Linked DNA regions of Hordeum vulgare: region 1 is linked to region 2. Evidence: chromatin contacts called from public Hi-C data. All regions are on one chromosome and are shown on one strand. Each heading gives the region's core, a stretch centred on a gene start, on an enhancer-like site or on the middle of the called end of the contact. The rest is flanking DNA. Distances are from core to core; before and after follow the strand shown. Region 1 holds the start of LOC123431717. Region 2 holds the start of LOC123431696 (protein EXECUTER 1, chloroplastic).

Region 1 (2,826 bases), core at 277-2,776, 150 kb after region 2:
ACCTTTCGAGACGTTGCTTCACACACCTAATCGGTGCACCTTTTTCTGCTTGGATATTTCGAGAGGATTACCGCCCGACTTATCTACTCTAACTTAACTTCTACCGATACCTTTATCATGATAACCGTGGTATTTAACCCTGCATATTAAAATTGTTGTATGCATCTTATCTTTTGTGCAAACTGTTTGCGAGTACTTTTCGAAGTACTCACTCGTCTGTTGATGTGGCCAGATATGAATGAATGAGACCTCATGGATGAAGAGTTCGATAGCGAGTCCGACGCCTAGAGGAGTCCGAGTCAGTCTTGCGATCATGGAGTCCGTCGTTGTATTATTTCACCTCTTCCGCCACCACGAATAAATCGTCAAGCCTCACTCTGACGCTTGGCGCGTAGTAGAACTTATGCCATGTCACTTCACTCATATGTGACATGCCCACTTTATTACGAGCAGTAGAGTTATGCCATGACCACTATAACATATCCATCCTTATGAGACTTTGAACGTGTTGTAATAAACTGTAGAGCAACCTCCGCTCTACTCTGTTTAATATTAAGTAGTACTAGTTTCTGTATCAAGATTGGTCTATTAGTGGGAAATATTTTTCTACACTGGTGACATTCATGGTTGATTTTCTACAAATTTATTTTATTTGGAAACCGGTCCTGACAATATACAACACACATATTGTATTGTTGACACTAAGGATAAAATAATTAGTTTTTTTTATCACACGTGGATGATAGTTTTACTATCTATGTTATGTCATTATGCTTATTGCAATGTTGTGTTTATCATAAACTTAATACTTCAAGATGCATGTTGGATAATGGTCTTAGGGTGGAATATTAGTTGTAGATGCAGTTGAAGAATGGTTTACATATCATAAACGTAATACCTACATAAGGTTGCACCATGAATGACCATAATGATAAATACTAATATTGCAATTTAATCGTTGTCCAATTGTCATTTGTTTATCACTCTACACTTGTCAACTTGGAGAGATGTCATTAGTAAACCTATGGCCCGTGGGATGTATTTTAATCTTGTAACTAGGAGGATAGAAAGCTTGACAACCTTTTCACGTTTTGGGAATTACCCAACCACTTGCACAAGAGAGCAAGTAGGACGATGTGGTCTAGCATTCTGATGTAAAAAAGACGTCCGGTCTATCTCCATATCTGTCCCATATATGACTGGATATAAGGGGTGCCAGTCAACCCAGATGTATAGATGGTGTTTGAGAAACTTAAAAAAAAAACTTTTGGTAAGAACTTTCTCTTCTAAAAACAAGATCAGTTTGGCCGAAATACAGAACGAGCCAACCATCCGAACTGCAAGTCAGAAAACAACAACATCCGAAGTGCAATAACTGTATAAGCCAAGTGATATAGTAGCGGCCAGCTCAAACCATATCTGAACCGTCAAACTGCGGAACGTTTTTCTTTTACAAGTTTGGAGCTGAACTGTCAAATGCTTCACAAGAGGAGACGGAGGAGTGCCACGTTTCTTTTTCCTGCGTCCCCTTCTCCCCCGACCCCGAGCCGCGTCAAACAAAACAACCTCGTGGGAGCTCTCTCTCTCTCTCTCCTCCGCACCCGGCCTCCCCTCTCCTCCCTCCCTCCCTCCTCCCCGGTCGCCAATTCCTGCGCCATCATCCACCCCCCACCCCCGCGGCCGCCGGAATCCGCCGCATCGGACGGCGAGCCCGCGGCGCCCCGCCCGCGAATCCGGGCCGCCCGCGCCCAGATCCGCCCCCAGCGGCGCCCCCGGATGTCATGAGCCGCCCCCATTTGCCCAAAGACCACGCCTTTCCGCGCGCGAATGGGTTCTTCGACGGCCGCCTCTGCGAGATCGAGGAGGCGGACGCCGCGGCCGCCCTAGCCGCCGCCGACCAGTCCTGGTCGGGGTCCCCGTCGCAGTCCACCTCCCCGTCGTCGGCGTCGTCGCTGCCCATGTCGTCGTGCGGCCAGTACATGCTGCACCGGGTCGGCAAGTTCGACACCCTCGCCGGCGTCGCCATCAAGTACGGAGTCGAGGTAATGCGACGGGACTGCTCTTTTATATTACTATACATTGGAATACCAGAAGGGGATATAAAATGTAACAGTGTTTAACTTCTAGCTGCTTCAGGCAGAGGTAGCATATTGACGATGATAAGGTGTTTGAATGATTTGTGTATTTTGACGCGTAGGTAGCCGACGTCAAGAGGCTGAATAGCCTCTCCACTGACCTCCAGATGTTTGCCCACAAGACACTACGGATTCCGCTCCCGGGAAGGCATCCTCATTCGCCTTTCCAGCAGAATGGTTCATACGAGTGTGGTGACAGGTATAGAGAATAATAGTTTTTGCGTTAGTATGTTGCTTACCTTTTTCTTCTGGAAAGGCATTAACATGTTGTTACTTTTAAGTCATGCCGTTAGTGAGTTGGCACGTCGCAGTGCTGTTTATCAAGTGTTCAGCTTAGTGTTGTGTGTATCGATAGTCAAGAACTGTTACTACATCGCTTCGAGTTTTTTCAGATGTGTATCAGGATCAAATGAGTATTCTGCATTGCATTTTATCTGAGTGCTGGTCACGGTAGTTCTGGATCGGCTATGAACTACTATGATACTATCATCATGTCATGCAAAGTTGTAGCGTTAAGTGAAGCTGGAATGCAATGGGAGTATCGTCTCGTAGTCTCATGCAAAGTTATCTTATCGTTTCAGCACCTCCTTAGACACTTGAAGTATTGCCAGGATTATTACCTTATTTAATCTTAACCATGTCTCTTGTACGAAACTAAGGTTTTTCTTTTGCATGAAGCTTTTCCTTCACG
Region 2 (2,700 bases), core at 105-2,604:
TCTGAGGCAAATAACCATGCATGAGCTACTGTGCCGGTGTCACCGTGCCAGCAGGAGCAACAATAGTTTATTTTACTGCTGCTCATCATCCATGCTACTCTACGCCACACCATAGCCACATCCCATAGTTATGTGTGTGTGCGTGCCTGCCTCTGCATTGCCTGCATGCATGCATGCACTGTACTCCCTCCGATCCTCTTTAGTGGGCATTATTTTTTCTCCCATGCACAGTGTAGCTCGCATGCAAGACTTAAAAACGAGCAGAGAGGGGCAGTGACCAGTAGCAAACAGTAGCTGCGAACAGCGGCGCATGCCTGCATGCCTGCCTGCATGATGCGAACAGTAGCGCATGCATTGAAACGCCATGCGCCTTGGCGTTGCTACATAGCCTGAAACGCCATGGGACTTGGCGTTTCTATATAGGCTACAACGTCCAGCAGACTGACTTTTGAATGTAGGTCAGAAACGCCACGTTAGACTGGTGTTTCTACGTGGAGCAGCAACGCCACGGACTCTGGCGTTTCTAAAAAGGGTCAGATTCGAAAATATTTTCAGACTGAGTTCATTTTATGCTCATGTTTACCTGTAAGGTCAAAACAGTGAAAAAATCCGGCAGAGGAAGACCCCGATGACCACGACATCGCCCTGCCCACCGCCGTACGCCGACGAGAAATCTCCAATCGCCCCTGCGTCTCCGTGCCGCCGCCGTGCAAACCCTAGCTAAGAAGAGAAATCCCCAATCGATTTATCCCACTTCCAACGTCCCCATCTGTCAGCGAGGGCCCACCAGTCAAAGGATCCCGGTTGACTATGCCACGTAAGTGTTTTTCTACCCAAAACCACTCCAGGGTTTAATTTAGACTAAGATTTGACAGTTGAGAGTGCTGATTTTAGGGATTTGAACTTCGGGGTTCGATTTCGCTAGCCTCTATGAGTTCAAGGTTCATTTCAGATTTTTTTTATTAATATATGATATCACCCATTACAACCAGCGTGATACTACTCATTACGACCAGCTTAAGGTTATAAAATAAAAACTTCACCAAATGATGACAGTGTAAGGACTTGATGTGAGAAAACTTGAAAAGCCGATGCAAATGGACGGGCCCTCGGTTCATTCGGCCGGCGCGGACGACACGAGGTGCATTCGAGAAGCCCCGCTTCTGAAGAACGTGGCCGGACCCCACCAACCATCGTCCTCCTTTGTACCGAGTACCGACACGGTGAGCGCCACAGCATTTTCCGAGGACACAAGCAAGGCACATCTAGCCGCAAAAACTCGGAGCCCCGGCCCGCAAACAAGTTTCGCTCGCTGAGGCCCCACCCGTCATGTTCGCTCCCCACGAGGTTCGTCTGCTCCCCGCGAAAGTCTTATCAGTTGCGCCCGCCCTCGACCCAATCCACAGGAAAGGAGACAACGCGAGGCGACCACGCGGCACGAGCGCACGAGCACGATTCTTCCGGTGCGTCGCGCGGCGGCCTGCACCTCCACATCCGCGGCCGTGCCGACTCCGCCTCCATGGCGTCCGTCTACACCGCGCCCCGCGCGCCGCTGCCCGCCGCGGCCGCCTCCTTCCCCTCCTCGTCCTCGCGGCAGCCGGACCCCAACCCTAGCCGGTTCCTCGCCGCGCACCGCGGCCAGCGCCTCCTCCGCGTCCGCCGCCTGGCGGGCGCCGCGCCGACTCGCCGCGCCTCCGACGCTGCCTCGGTGTTTCGGTGCAGCGCGCGCAGCCCCGGTGCGGACCCCGGCGGCGAGCGACGCCGAGGCTGGGACGCGCTCTTCCACGACGCCTTCCAGGGCGCCGTGCGGCGGTGGAGCGAGTACGTCGGGAATTACTGGCCCTCGGTACACCCCTCGAAGGAGGCGGGTCGGTCGACGGGAGCGGAGAGCTCTCACGAACTGGAGGAGAGAGGGCAGGGAGTGGAGGAGGACGGCGAGGAGGTGGACGTGATGCAGGAAGAAGGGAAGTGGAGCTGGGAGAGGTGGAAGCAGCACTTCGCCCTCGTTCAGGAGAGCGAGCGCCTTGTTGATGAACTTCAGGTTGATTTTTCTCACTGATCAGTCACTACTTGTGAATATGGATGAGGTTTGCACAGAAAGCACCGTTATCGTCTTTTTTATAACATGTGATTACGAACATGGAACGTTTAGCAGTACAAATGTCCTCCATGGACCATGCCCGAATTCCATATTGCCCTTTTCTGCCGGACCATCTATACTTGACTTATCCTAGGAACTAGTAGGTTCTGAAGAAATTTAGGAAATGCGATACTCGATAAGCTCAATTGATGACGATTAACTGTTCCGAAGAAACTTACTCCTTAGGGAGCTGAAGCACTACTGAAGCAAGGCTCAAACTTAAACTGGCTTCTTTGGAGTGACACATTTTTTTCTCAAGTATCAACATGAATTAGTCGCCAATTTTTTTTTTTTGGTGTGTCTTGGAACTACTAATGTCGTGTTAGATCAATCCATTGATGGTACGCTATATCTTGGGCTTAGCACCATAATGTGTTCCATTTATGGCCTATGCCATCTGTTACCATGCCAACAACATGTGAGAGATACCGTGTCTACATTTGTATTGAAGGTTTGCAATGCTTATACCGCTATACACTTTCGTTAATAGGCTCAACGGTTTAATAGATTCACAAAGCATGCATCATACTGCTGATAGGCTCAGTGGTCTAATAGATTCA

Evidence for each region. A called contact is a pair of places that touch in the nucleus more often than the background predicts.
Region 1: a contact with region 2 is called in a Hi-C map of leaf, with 5 times the contacts expected there. The contact joins the promoter of LOC123431717 here to the promoter of LOC123431696 in region 2. A contact is called at or near these places in 4 of 6 Hi-C or Micro-C datasets (leaf and seedling) and 1 of 1 datasets of contacts at active chromatin or transcription factors (embryo).

The regions. Positions count from the first base shown.
Region 1 is chr1H:293,714,880-293,717,705 of MorexV3_pseudomolecules_assembly, forward strand. It overlaps LOC123431717, which reads left to right and starts at 1,527. Exons shown (of 3, transcript XM_045115352.1): 1 at 1,527-2,042; 2 at 2,198-2,334. The coding sequence starts at 1,782.
Region 2 is chr1H:293,564,331-293,567,030 of MorexV3_pseudomolecules_assembly, forward strand. LOC123431696 (protein EXECUTER 1, chloroplastic) reads left to right here and starts at 1,355. Exons shown (of 13, transcript XR_006623300.1): 1 at 1,355-2,041.